Regions from separate parts of the Gossypium hirsutum genome. Here regions 1 and 2 are each linked to region 3. A link is a contact called in public Hi-C data. All regions are on one chromosome and are shown on one strand. Each heading gives the region's core, a stretch centred on a gene start, on an enhancer-like site or on the middle of the called end of the contact. The rest is flanking DNA. Distances are from core to core; before and after follow the strand shown.

Region 1 (5,011 bases), core at 1,280-3,779, 820 kb before region 3:
TCAACTCTTTTGAAGGCAAAGGGGATATCAAGCACTGTCCTCAGAAATCTTTCTGCAGAGCCTAGTTTCGATAAGTCCCCGCTGTAATCTCGAAGTTTTATTTCTTCCTCCTTTGTGGGAGCCATCTTTACCAAAGTCTCGAAAAGCTCAGCACCTAAGCTTTCCGGGTTACCTGTTAAAGCAAAACAAAACAGCATGTGAAAGTGAAGTGAAGTTCAATATTTAAGTAGAAGATTATCGGCAAATTGAAGCCCATAATCAGCATCTCGAAGAAGCTTTTCATCATGTTTCTTGATCAATATATCTACATGTGCATAGTAATTAGTTATGAGTTATGCTTGACGGCTTATATGATCCTTTAGCTATGATAGCTTTAAGCATGAACAAGCGGCCAATTGCTGTGTTTTAAGAACAAATGATAGAAAATAGAAAAGAATGATAGCCATGACATACCATCTAAAAGAGCTTCTGACACTTCATCTCTTGTTACATTCAGTGCTCTCAACAGTATGGCAATGTTCTGTGACTTCTTTGAATCCAAAACTCTGTTTTCCTGTTTAACAGGAGGCAGAACTGATCTTCTAATAGGTTCTTTTGGTGGTGCTGCTGTAGTTGAATTGCAGCCAAATAGAGTCTCCATCATGTCCTCATTCAATCTGTAAACAAGCAAACAAAAAATAAATGAAAATTTTCCCATATTGTACTTGAAACGTAATCTACACCCATAAAATGTACAAGTTTTATAACTTACTGAAATGAGCTTGATTTTATCTGGTCCCACACTGTAGCTCTCTCCGAGGTTGCTCGTACTTTGTCCCAGTGCAAAGGCTTCAACTTGGGTTTTGCACTATCCATGTCATCCCCGTCTGTCTTCTCTGAAGAACTGACACCTTTGTAACTAACCACCTCTTCCATGGACTTTCTAGCCCCACTCACTGCACTGTTTTTGGGACTTGAGGTCCGAGATTCATGCTTTTTCAACAGTTGGGCAGGTTTTGGAGTCACATTGGTCTTCAAATTCCTTACTGACCTGGGTACTGACAGTTTTACGGCTGCTGGTGGCGGCATAGGGGGTGGTGGCGGTGGCGGAGGTGGAACAGGAACTTTTGTCCTTTGTGGGGATGAATTGTTGCTAATTGATCGAAGTAGCGCCATATTTGGAGGTGGTGGAGGAGAGGAGAATTTCGGCCTTTTTGCGTGAGTAAATTCCTGAGTCTCATGCGGCTCCGGTCCTAGACCTTGTGGTTGTTGAAGGGGTAGCGATGTTGGCGACGGAGGATGTGGAGAAGGTGGCTGCTGCTGTTGCTGCTTTATTGAAGGTATAATAACATGCTTCATTTCCGGCGAAGAAGCTAAAATCCTTGTTTTGGGAGAAGTTCTTTTAGAACAAGGAACAGAATTTGTTTTCCCATTCATTTCATTCCTCGACTGAGTCACCAAATTGCCATTAACCCGACGCGAAACCGGAGTGTAATAGCTTTCTTCATTGCTGATCGTTGAGCCCTGAGGGGTATAAAAAGCCGTCCCCCGAGACTCTTCATCTGAAGAAGACGAAGATGGAGATGGCATTGCCGTCGGTGAATTCTCAAGCCCAAGAGGTTTAGCCAATGGAGGCAATGGCTGCAATTCCGGGCTCGGCCTATATCGATCCGACCTCCTCACTGAATTCAACTTACCATAAGGCGAACCATTAGCTCCACCATTCACTTCACCCACCGATCTCCTGCTGGGCTCCACGGTTCCAATGTAAAGAAAGCTGGAGGGTGGAACCCTAGAGTCTTCTTGCGACCTATCGGAGTTCCCTCCAACAAGCCTCTTTCGCGTTTCCCCAGGGTGTTTAGCGACCCGGTGACGGTACAAAAAGAAAGCAAGCCCCGATAGCATTCCCAAAGTGACAATCCCAACAGAGACGGCAATTGCAACCTTTTTAGCTGGTTTGGCAGGCTGGGTTGCGGTTGGGATTGACATCGAGCCATTAGTAGGCGCAGATGGTGGGGTAGGCAGTTGATTCTGATCTGCGGTCTGCCCTGGTCCTGAAGGAACTTCAGGGAAGAATGGCTGACTTGGGTCTGGATAAACAGGACTATCTGGAGCCGGCGGAGACGGTGAAGGTAAAAAAGTGTCAGCGCCTGGAGGCGGAGATGAACCAACCGAAAACAACGGTTGGTGTAGAATTCTTCTATGAAAAATGATAAAATCTTGAATTACAGAAGAAGAAGACGACAAGAACAATGAAAGCAAGAAGAAAAAAAAAGTGAAATGTGGATGAGATCTCAATCTCATTGTGAAAATTTCAGGGTCGAAGATTCATCTCTGAAGGGGGGAAAGGACTTTGTTTCTCTAACTGTTGGACCCTTTAGCCAAAAATGCATAACACAGCAAACTAAAAGGACGAAAATTATACTAAAAATATGAGTACTGCTGTTTTAGACTGCGGGGGAAGCTTCTTTCTGCCTCTAGATTTGGATGCTACATGAGATCGGCAATAGTCGCATCTTTTATTTTTTATTTTTAATTAATTATTCGGACTGTACTGGAATGACACCTGCTATTTTAGAGGAATAGCAAATCAACTATGGTATTCGGGGGCTGTTTTCCAGGTAAATGGACGATTATGCCCCTATAAATGGTGGGAATTAAAGGACCACGTTAATGTCCTTTTCTGTCCGATTATTTTATGGAATTGTTTCTTCTTTTGTCGTGACCCAGATATATATGCCACATATTTCATTAATCTATTATCTCTTTTTGCCCTCTTTACTGTGAATCGATAAAAATAACGGTTGGACTCTGAACTGTCGACTGAAAAAATTGTTAACATGAGCCGAACCGGACAAATGCCCACCTAAATGTCTCAGTTTTCTACCCATCTCAATATCTTTTAATCAGGAACAATACAAAAAGTAAAAAAAATTAAAAAAAAAAAAAGTCCCCCCATCATCAACACTCAGCCCTCTGCTCACCTTCCCCCCTGTTCGCCCTTATCTGCTTCAGATCAGTGGTTCTTGCCCATCCACTCAATCCAAACATAATAGGAAGAGTGGAAGAAGAACTCAGCAAGTGTGAAAAACAAAAGTTTTAGGTTCTAAACGAAATCACAATAGAAATTAATAATATAAATTTATGATTTGAAAACTGAAAAGTGAGTGGTGTCTTTAAAAAAAAAAGTGGGTGTGTCAGGAGAAATATTTATTTAAAAAGAATATACAAGATAGCTGTCAACAACTATTTTATTTGAAATAATATCTATCCTATTTTAAACAATCCAATTAAAAATCAATTAGTTGTTCAATTTCATCATTAATCCAATTTTAAAGTCATAACTACGTCAACGTCAGTCTACGGTGTGAGTAAAATATAAGATTATTAATGAAATTTATTCTCCTAATCTGAAATTTACAAATGGTAAGAATATCAGATATTCCGAAAGGAGTAATTCTTTTGTAGGTTTATTATTATTATTATTATTATTAACTTTGACTGTTTTGTGGATAGTAAGCCTGAAGTGAATAGAAATTTTAACCAGAGGAAAAAAAATAATTTTAGTAGGAAAGTTCTGTATAGAAAGCTAATGTACAAATAAGTAATGGAAGAAATTTAATTTTTTTAATTAATGGTCTTAAATTTAATTATATATAGATATAAATTACTTTAAAAAGGTGAAATTAAATGTTCCCACAAGTTACATCCGGTTGTCTTTGAAAAACAAATTTTCCAAAAAAGTCTAGCATAACTTATCTGTTTACCATATAAATTCAATTTATAAAAATTAAAACAGTAAATTTTATATATAATTAATTTGTTTGAACAAAACATCCAATCCAAACAAAACCACATGTATAAAATTGGATCATAAATTTAACTAAAAATATACCTCCTCGATTACAATATGATATTAAATAGTATGGTTGGTTGGTATCAGTATTATAATTAATGTAAGATAATGTGAGTTTAAATACGTTAAAATATATTTATTCTCCAATTTAAAAGTTGAAAGATTAATTTCTTTATTAGACTAAAAAGAAGGAAAGTTGTTTAGATCATATTCTTCAAAAATTGAAAACTAAATAATTTCAACAATTTCTCTAAATTTACTAATTTAGTCATCTTCAATTTTCGTTCAAAACTTAAAAAGAATTGTATAAAAAATAAATTTTATTTCAAAATATTATAAATCTAACCTTAATGATGATGCAATTTTTTTTTTGTTGTCTTTGGGAGGTTGCTTTAGTGATTGGCTTGGTGGGTTGTCTCTGATTGGATGAGTAAGGATGGTGACAAATTCGATTATACATGATGGTCATAACAGTTAATAATAATACTTATAAGAAGAATAATAATGGCAAGTTTGTTAACGAATAAACGTAAAATGTACGAGAAGAATTAGAGAAATATGTAATTTCGGAAGCCCAAAATATAATGTACTAAAAAAGTATGATGGAGTCGGACTCACTTGGTATAGTTGGTTGAGGGCCATATGTGGGGGACATGCTCCCGCCTCCATTCCCCTTTTCTTTTTATTATTCCTTTTCTTCTTTTTTGCTCTGCTGATGTACTGCGTTTTATTTTAATTGCAAGCCAATATTACCCCTGCTCTTTCCTAATAATTTCTTAGACTTTTGCTCTTAATTTTCTATAATTATTGATTTATTTTAAATTATAAATTGTTGGTAAAGGTTGCAATTTTGGGGTTTTTGAATGTTGCATTTGTGGGTTTTCATTCCAAATTTTGTTATGTTTAAATTTATTATAATCTAAATCCAAATATATTTTGATTATCAATTTATATATTTAATAATTTAATTGTAATAATAATTATATAAATGTATTGATGGTCATGCTATGAAGTCTAATATTATACAACTTGCTTGCAATCGAGAATTGTATTTATATTTTCAAAAAATTATATTCTCTAAAAACTAATCATTGACGTAATAGGTTTTTTTTTTAATGAACGTAATAGTAATTAAATGACTTATTTTGGGTTATTTTAATCAGTCTTAAACCCCTC
Region 2 (4,780 bases), core at 620-3,119, 690 kb before region 3:
CCAAAATATCTACAGCCAAAAAAAAAGAAAAAAAAAGAGGATATTCATTTTCTTTTTCACACAAAGACCCATATCTTCTAATTCCCTCTTTTTATCTTCCCCAAAATTATTTGCAAAAGAAAGGAGAGAGAGAGAGACTAAGATTTTCCTTCTTTGTAGGTTAGATTTTAGACTTCTCTAGGATCTACAAATATGGAAAGTCCAGGGGGTGATTTAGTCCAGTCACCGACAGACCCGTCACTGTATTCTTCCCCGAGTCGCTTGATACACCATAAATCTTGATCACATGATAAACTCTTCCAATGTGGGACCCCCATTTTCAACGGCTCAAGAGTCGCCACCTCAGTCACCACCACACTGCACTCTCCTTGTTTAGCCAAGTTATGCGCGTGTGCACACAATGCATTCACAAACTTGGCCGCGCGTGGACCTTCCCCTCCCAAACCGTACAAAAAGTGCAAACTGAACGGCCTAAACACTTCCGGGATCGACGGTAATCTAAAAAACGGCAATAACTTGTCCACGATCCTTGTCGTTTTAGCCAACGCCTTCGTCATCCTCGACGCCCCTCGAACTTCCAGCCTAAACACGTCCTTGCTATTCCAAACACTCAAAACAGCCCACGACTCTGGCGGGTCTGGTAAAAACTTATCCGACCCGGGCCAAGACTTTTGCGTGTAACAGCCTCCACGTGGCACGGCCAAAAAGGTTCCAATGTTAAGTCTATTATTAAGAACCGAGTCAATGTCGCGAGGGAAGAACTCGGTGGTGGAGAACCGGCGGCGGTATAGCAACTCAGTGTCGGACGGCGGAAGCTTGATTAGAGTGACCCGATTGGAAACGGGGAGTTGATGAGCGAAAACGGGGTTAACCAAAATAGTAGGAGTACGGAACTTGGAGTAACCGCATTTATCAGTGAAGAGCTTAACAGAAGGTTTGTTGTCGTTTTCCGTTGCTAAGTAGGAATATTCAGCGCCGTTTAGGACAAACCAATCTTCCATTCCTCGGACCAACTTTAACCCAATTCCCATTCTCTTGTGGATAAAAAACCCAACAAAGAAATCAAAATAATTCATTTACTGATGTATTAACGTACTAAAAATGGTTTGTTGGGGCATTTATAGTAAATACCGGTGGGAAGGGGAGACCCGAAGGCCTAAAATGTAAGCGAGTTTGGTGTATACGGGGAAGGGTTTAGTGGGATGATTGCTTTCGCTATTGCGATAAAGCTTTTTGCCGCATGTAACGGTTTTAATGCAACCTCGAATCATCCCAACTATTTCTTTTGTTGAGCTTAACTCAGCCACCTGCTTGTTTACAAAGATGCAGAAAATATTAATGTTAAAGGCTGTATTTATTATACGTAGATAAATAGTGGAATTTAGTAATGGAGATTATTTAAAAAAAAAAGGGACAAAAGGGAGGAGGGATATCATATACAGTACCAGCATGAGAAAAGCAGGGGAATGGCGGACCCGGCAAATAGGGTCGCCTAAGAGGTCGGTAAAGAGAGAGAGTTTGCCGCTGGGACCAACCTCACATCTTTTTTCAACTTCTTCTACACTTGTTAAATCCTTGCTCGGATCAAACTCTCTTATTACTAAAACACACTTGTCATCTCCCATGATTTTTTCTTTTTAACTCTCAATTGCACAAGTAAAGAACAACGGACACCACTTCTGCAAGACACCACGAATGAAGAAAAAGCTTTGGAAGTCTCTGGAAACCAGAGATTGTTGTATGTTAGGTTTACTTTTGAGGAAGAGGAGATACTGAGAAGTTCATCGACAGAGAAACAATCGGGTTGAAGCTGCCTCTTAAATACTAATGAATTGGGGAATATTTTTATTTTATAAAAGAACAAAAGCCTTTTTATTTACTCCCCCCCCCCCCTCTCTTTCTCTCTCTCGTCTCTCAAGAATAGAATCTCAATCACTCTCCTTTTTGTTTTTAATAATTCAGTGCTTTGAAGTCCCTTTCCCTTCTTCTGTCTTCTCTTTTGTCTGTCCATGTATCTCCCCTTTCTCCCACTTTTAAGACTAGTGACAAATGTTGTCATAAATAAAATTTAAATGGGAGCAGTAAATAAAAGAATATTATTAATCATCACAAAAAAAGGGGGGAAGTGGAAATGGCGGCTATGGCTGCGGGTCTGCTCAGTGTTTTCTTTTTGATTAATTTCTCTGCCATTTGGCAAAAATATTTTCTCAATTTCTTCAAATCATCCTTACCAAAATAATTTAATTCTATTAATATTTTCATCAATTATACATCATTTTAATTATTGATATAATAACAAAACGTACACTCCACCATATCCCACTAAATTTTAATTAATTTTTAATTTGTACCATTAAATTTTCAAAACTTACAAAAATATCACTAATATTATCGTATTATTATAAAAATATCATTAATATTATCAGATTATCACAAAAATGTCACTTTAACAGTGTTTAAAAATATATTTTTATATTCACCAAAAATATATTTTTTATTTCTTTTCTTTTTTTCCTTTTTTTATTTTCTCTCTTTTCCCTTCTTCTTCTTCTTCCTTTCTTTCCATCTTATCTCCCTTTCCAGTAAACCCTATCCGCCACCGATTCCACCATCGCCAGTGGCTTCCTCGGACATCGAACCCACCGGTGGATCTCCCAAGACTATCCCTTGATATCGATAAGCCTAGCCCCAACCCTTAAACCCATCAACGTTTGAAGTTTTTTTCTTTTTCAACATTTAAGCTTGAAAATGAAGAGAATATGATTGACTTCAGCATATGACGACAACCCCGAGGAAGAAGGTGTATAACTAATGCGTGGAGTTCTATGTGCTTTTTTTATTTTATTGCAAAGTTTCTAATTTGTTTTTTGTTACGGTAGGGAAAGAAAACATGGAAGCATTTTGCAACTCATATTTAAGGTTCTTTTTGGTTACTACATGTTAGCCTTTTCTTCTCTATTTGTTTTCATTTTTCGTCTTTTTGCTCTCTCTTTCACTCTAGATGAAGCATGACGTTTCTTTGAAGAAAAAAGTTCATTCAAAATGTTTTTGTTGTTTTTAAAGACCCTGTCTTGATTTTCTTTTTTGTTGTTTTAGATCTCCTAAAATTTTTTTTTATGATTGTATCTTTAATTTCCTCTTTAGCTTTTTTGGAAAAGCGACAGGGAGTGCAGCAGCTGCCACCATATCAGACCCTTTGGGCAACCCAGACCCAATGAATCGAAAACATCAATTAATTTTGCTTTTTTATTTGATTGGCTAATTTTGTTTGTTTTCTTTGAAATTAGAAAAATAATAATTATAAAAAGACTGAACTTTGTTTAAGAGAGATGAAAAAGGATTAGGAGGTCGGTGGACTCAATCCATTAGGCACAAAATGGCATGGGATGGTGCGGAAGAGCAGCATGAAGAGAACAGCCGATGAAAGCCATCGATGGTGGTGAAATCAGTGGCAACTAGGGTTGGCTAGGGAAGGTAAATGAGAAGAAGAAGAAGAGGAAGAGGAAAAAAAATATATATTAAAAAAGAAAGGAAATAATTTTAGTATTAAAATAAAGTCAAATCATTGTTTCCGTTACCAATAAACGGTTTCCCATCAATAAACGGTTTAATGATATTTTGTAATCATCTGAAAATATTAATGGTATCTTTTTAAATTTTAAAATTTCAGTTAAAATAATTAAAAATTAATTAAAATTTAGTGACATCTGGTATAATTTATCCAAATAATAAATAAATTTTTAATATTTATATATTATATTATTTTGGTTTTTATTCTAAAACAATCTAAAAATTGTATAAAATTTCACAAAATAACATGTAAAAAGCCTTTGAGTTCAAATATATGTAATGGATAGAATATGTAAATTAATATTGTAATTATTTTTCCTTAAATTTTGACTTTACCTTTTAATTTTAATCATTCATTCTCTCTTATACATATGGTACATCCATACTCATAATAGCTCATAGTAAAAATTATGAGCATTTTTCTATTGAATTGTAATATTGAGTGGTTTTCTTTATGCCTATTAGGTTGCAACATATTTATGATATAAATGAAAAAGATATGTAGTAATTTCATAAAGTTTGATAAATAAATTAAATATTAATTTACTTGGTAAAATTATTATGGTTTGAATTCAAATTTTATAATTTCACAACTAAATTATAACTTGTTTGATGGATGACAATAATTTAACAAAATTCTTAAATAATAATATAAAATATAAGGAGAGATCCACTTCCAATAGTGTAAAATTAAAAGTGTAAAACTAAAATGGTTTTACACATTTCTTTTGATACTCCTTAGCCCGTCAAAAAGACTTGGCGTACCTTATTCAGCCAAACATATCACCCAACAAACTGAGGCATTGCTAACGGATTCAAAATTCTTTGGTTTCACTTAAATCTTTGAGGAAACAATTATGAAGATTCCCCTTTTTAGTTACAAGCCATTGTTCTTTTCTCTAAATCGGTAACACATTTTAAAGGAGAAAACGATAAGGATTATAAAAGACAACATATTAATAGTCCGTTGCCATTAATGACGAATACATACAAAGGGGTTCATAAATAGCAAATCAAGGAAGCTTGGGATACACTTTTATAATAAGGGGTAAATTTTCTTTTCAAGATAAAACAATACACTTTTGAGGTAAAAGCAAAAGTTAATTACAAAACGTTTGTTTATGCCATCCGCCAAATAGCCATGCATGATATAAAAATAGACAAGTAGCTCACTTGCAGACGCATCTTTAGCTTATTCCTCTTCTGTTGA
Region 3 (4,900 bases), core at 1,427-3,926:
CCATATAATGTAAAATGTCATGAATATAGAATAACTAAATTGATCACGAACCATAAAAATACAAACCAAATTTTCGAGTCACTCATTAACAACTTTCGTTTTTCTTTTTCTTTTCGAAGGTTTTGCATCGATGTTGGCTACGTATAATCACAAAACATATAACACATCAATTTTAATTCAATTCACAATCAAATAGAATATCAAGCATATTTTACAATTTATTCAATTTAATCCTTAAACCTAGGACAAGCATAACTTTCGATCTAAAGCTTTAAATTAAAATCCAATTTCACATATACTCATTAGGAACCTCCTAATTTCTATTATTACTAAAATTTCATAATATTTTTTCATTTTATTCAATTTGGTTCCTACGAAACTAACAATTAGATTTTACAATTTAGTCCTTTTCATTAACTAAACTTAATTTCTATCAATTTCACACTTAATTAATCCAATTCTCAACAATGGAAACTTATAAAAACTTCAAAAATTGAAAAAATTGATATATGAGCTAGCTAAATCAAGCTCTCATGATTTAGTTTCCATAAAAATTCAAGAAAAATGGCTAGTGACTTACTTAAATATAGTGGTCGAATGTTCAAACTAAGTTAAAGTTTTCTTCTTCTTTTTTTCTTTCTAATGGTTTCGATGGCTTAAGGGAGGAAGATGACAACTTCCCAGTAAGTGTTTTCTTTATATACTAATATTAATCCTTAGTTAATCTTAATTTATTCTTTAATTAAACTATTTTTAATTAATAACTTAACCTTAAACAGTTTATCATTACCATCCACTGGCTATATGAAAACAATGGTTTAATAGCCATTTTAGTCCATAGGATAATTACTATCTAGGTCCCTAAGTCATTCCTAATTAAAAATCTATAGCGATTGGAATTTTACAATTTAGTCCATGGACCTTAATTAACCACAATTTCATCTAAATTTTTTAATCGAATTTCAATTCATCTATATAGTAACTCCATAAATATCTCTATTTAATATTTACTAACTTGAGTTATAGAAAACAAGGTCTCAAAATCACAATTTTCGACACCATTGGAAACCAGGTCATTACAAATGCAATCAAGGAAGAAACCTAACCTTCTTCATTTGAGGTGTTCCCAAAACCAGAATATCATGATGATAATATTGGTGAATTTACTGAATTTGAGTACCAAGCCCAAGAAAAGGTTAATATGAATCCGAATGTGCTAATAATCTGAGCTGCAAGGTGAACCTGATAGTTTTTATCTACTGAGCTATTATCTATCTACATATGAGTAGCCAAGCTATTATTGGACACTCAAACTTAACACACATGGGCAAAAATTTCTTGAATATGCTCACAAATTGCTCAATTTGAATTAATGTTCGATTGAAGACAATAGTGAGTTTGCAGTCACCAACTTATTCCGTCAAAAAATTTTGTGAAACTCAACAATGATGTAAAAAAAGTTTTGGTTGTGTGAAAAAATCAATGAAGGGAAAGGCTATTTATAGGCATGGTAAAAAAATTATATAGAACTCGACATCTATGTGTTTCGATGTCCATTGAATGAATTTACTAAGATTAGGTTAACCCCAAATGATGAAATTTAAAATATAGAAGAACTCAACACCCATTATGTTCTTGTGAATACATTTATTAGAGTTATGTTTTCCAAACTGATAAAATTTTAATTAAAGTAGACTTGAACACTACTTTTTAAGGTTAAAATCCTTAAAAGTCAAAAATTAAATGCAAACAAATTATATATAACTCGACATTCATGAGTGTTAAGGTCTTCTTTTATTAAATACAATTAAAAAGCTAATAGTCATCACTAAATGAAAATACCCTGGTGTTTATTTTGCAATCAACTCGACACTTGTAGGTGTCAAGATCTTTGAATATACACTAGATGCACTTTTTGTACTTTCCGAGAATCTTGGGCTTGGAAATAAAATCAACTGCTTTACTCTTAAAGAAACCTGACACTCGTGAATATTAAACTACTATTCTAAAAAACAACCTTAAAAATATCTATTTTAGTAACTAATTTTTTTCACTATATTCAAATAAAAAACAAATTAACTTGAGGTAATGATAAATATATATATTGTAATTCATGGAGAGGGATTCACTTTAGGCTTATTCATGGGTCGGGCCACCTGGCCCGGCTTGAAGGTCCACTCGAAATGTGGGAGGGTTTGAGAAAAAATTAGATTCGAAAAATAGGCTTAGATAAAAAAATAAGGTCTGTTTAAAAAACTTTAATTTGTTCAATAAATATTAATATATACACTTTTTAGATCGATATGATAAATATATCAGATCGATTTGAAAATGTATATGCATGAAAAGTATTATTATATCAAAAAATTCAGAAGTTAAATAATTAAATCATTAATTATACAAAAATATATAGAAGAGTACAAAATCATTTTTAACTTTAAAGTTTAAGAACCAATTTAAAATGAGAATTACAGTAAATTATTAATTATATAAAAATATATAGAAGAGTACAAAACCATTTTTAACTTTAAAGTTTAAAAATCAATTTAAAATGAAAATTACAGTAATTAACTTTAAAATTTTTATAAATATTAATAATTTGGACTGAAATATAAAGTTAATAATTGTAATAAATTTGACCAGTTAATTATTTTTTAAAAAAATAAATATAAGAAAACTTAAAACTGGGAAGTAGGGGAATCTTATGTAAAAGGGAAAAGAAATTTTCCAACGGTGGAGCGACAAGCATTCGCGGAAACACGGGGCCGCTCATGCCCAGGACTTTGGAATCTATAACCTCTTCACTTCCCCTCATCCCAAGGCACTGTTCCCACACTAAACCCACTACTCCCCGCTAACCCAACCCCCTAACTCAACTCAACTCCTGGGTTTAGTCTCCCTTCCCCCCTCCCCGCCTCTTTAAAACCCTCCTTCCTCTCTCATTTCTCACCCTTATTCTCTCTCTCTTCCATTTCTCCATTGTTAACACCAGCCAGCCACCCTGCCTGCGCAACCAAGTTTCAGAGAGTACATTGGTTTTCATGCTAAGCCAGGAAAAGTGTAGTACTACATAGTTGTTGAGTTGAGTCTTGAATCTTGAGTCCGATCATGAGTTGCAACGGCTGCCGAGTCTTACGGAAAGGCTGCAGTGAGTCTTGTATATTACGTCCTTGTTTGCAATGGATTGAGAGCCCTGAAGCTCAAGGCTACGCCACTGTTTTCGTTGCCAAGTTTTTCGGCCGTGCTGGTCTCATGTCCTTTATTTCCGCCGTTCCTGAATCTCAACGCCCTGGTATGCCCATGCCCTCTATCTTTTCTCTCTTTTTGTTCTTCTCTTATTGTTTCTCATACCAAATTCTGACTCCAATTGCTTCTTAATCTTTGGATCAGCTTTATTCCAGTCGCTGTTGCTCGAAGCTTGTGGGAGAACAGTGAACCCTGTGAACGGAGCCGTGGGGCTTTTGTGGACCGGAAACTGGCACGTTTGCCAAGCGGCGGTGGAAACCGTCCTGCGAGGAGGATCTCTACGTTCCATGCCTGAACTCATGTCTCCGACGCCAGCATCCGACAAAACGTCCGAAGCCACGTGCACGGACATGTGGAAATTGCGAGAGACATCCACGAATCTCAACTCCAACTGTCGATTCTCAAATTCGAGATCCAGGGTTTCACCCAAGCGTAAAAGAGTCGAAGAAGAATTCAAGAAACTACAGCCCTCTGATCTAGATCTTGGCTTGACCCCGAGCTTTACAGGCAAGCGAGCTACCGATAATCGACGACCAGGGACTCCGTCTATGAACTCGGAGGAATCTGTGACGACGACGTGCTTCGAAAGTGTTTTTGCAGATCAACAAGGGCAAGGCAGCAGAGGAACTGATAAAAAATTACTCAAGTTGTTTGTTTGAAGAGGAGGGTTTTTTTTTTTTTGGAATGATCTAGTTTCGATGTAATATTCTTCATTTCTACCGCTACCACCACCGCAACCGGGGTTTAGATTATTTTTGGATACTTCTGGGGAGGTGTTTCCCCGGAAATGAATTTTCCGGCGAGTTTGTGTATTATCGGCACATGGGATTTCTCTCTTTTTTTACTTTTTATCGGATTATTTTTTGGTGTTAAAAGCTGTGAAATTAGAGAGAAAAATGAGAATCTGTCGGTGATCCTTTAAAATCAATTTTCTTTGGCTACTATGTAACCCTTCTCTTTTCATGATCTTTGTGTTTAAGTCATGATTGTATGCATGGCACGAATAAATCAGACTTATATTTTTCCCAGTTTATGATCTTAGATGAGAGATCAAAGCTTTAGTTGTTTTGTTTTTTAAGAATTTCTGATTGGTCAGGAAATTATCAAGTATACCCCACTATTTATTTCTAATCTAAATCATCACCCACTCTTTAATTAAAATCAAGACTTCAACATATGTTTTCATTCTTAATGGCCATATATATGTGATTCACAAATTTTAATAATAAATTATGATGCTCATATTAAATTCGATCTCTGTAGGAAGTGTTAATATATATATTTGGGTTGAAGGTTTGAATTTAATTTCTTGTATCATTGCATTCAAGTCCATATATTTATTAATGTTATAGGCAGCCCAGTGATGGCCGACAAATTACAAGTTGAGGGTCGAAATATATTTCATCATCAGTGAAGTCAGCACATGTAACTTCCAAGCCAATCTAGGGAGTTGGTTTCAAGCATCGACCCATCCATCCATCTCCTCTCCTCTTAAAAAGTAAGAAGATAAAATTGATATTGTAAGGCAAAATACGTGGCAATGAGTGTATGCCTCCATTTTCATTGGAGGAAAAGATTAAAGCAGGCAAACAATGTTTCGGCATAACCAACAAAACTAGGGTCTTTGGTCTGGCTGCTGTTGTTGTGTACATAA

The links. Hi-C and Micro-C count contacts between places; a contact is called where the count stands out from the background.
Region 1: a contact with region 3 is called in a Hi-C map of leaf, with 2.5 times the contacts expected there. The contact joins the promoter of LOC107888696 here to the promoter of LOC107899435 in region 3. A contact is called at or near these places in 2 of 34 Hi-C or Micro-C datasets (both in leaf).
Region 2: a contact with region 3 is called in a Hi-C map of leaf, with 2.0 times the contacts expected there. The contact joins the promoter of LOC107888693 here to the promoter of LOC107899435 in region 3. A contact is called at or near these places in 3 of 34 Hi-C or Micro-C datasets (all in leaf).

The regions. Positions count from the first base shown.
Region 1 is chrA11:63,010,703-63,015,713 of Gossypium_hirsutum_v2.1, forward strand. It overlaps LOC107888696 (formin-like protein 6), which reads right to left and starts at 2,530. Exons shown (of 4, transcript XM_016812870.2): 1 at 752-2,530; 2 at 454-656; 3 at 1-172. The coding sequence starts at 2,283.
Region 2 is chrA11:63,148,287-63,153,066 of Gossypium_hirsutum_v2.1, forward strand. LOC107888693 (probable N-acetyltransferase HLS1) reads right to left here and starts at 1,870. Exons shown (of 3, transcript XM_016812865.2): 1 at 1,446-1,870; 2 at 1,139-1,307; 3 at 44-1,042. The coding sequence starts at 1,625. The coding sequence ends at 168.
Region 3 is chrA11:63,834,271-63,839,170 of Gossypium_hirsutum_v2.1, forward strand. LOC107899435 (LOB domain-containing protein 38) reads left to right here and starts at 2,677. Exons shown (of 2, transcript XM_016825154.2): 1 at 2,677-3,292; 2 at 3,391-4,274. The coding sequence starts at 3,109. The coding sequence ends at 3,905.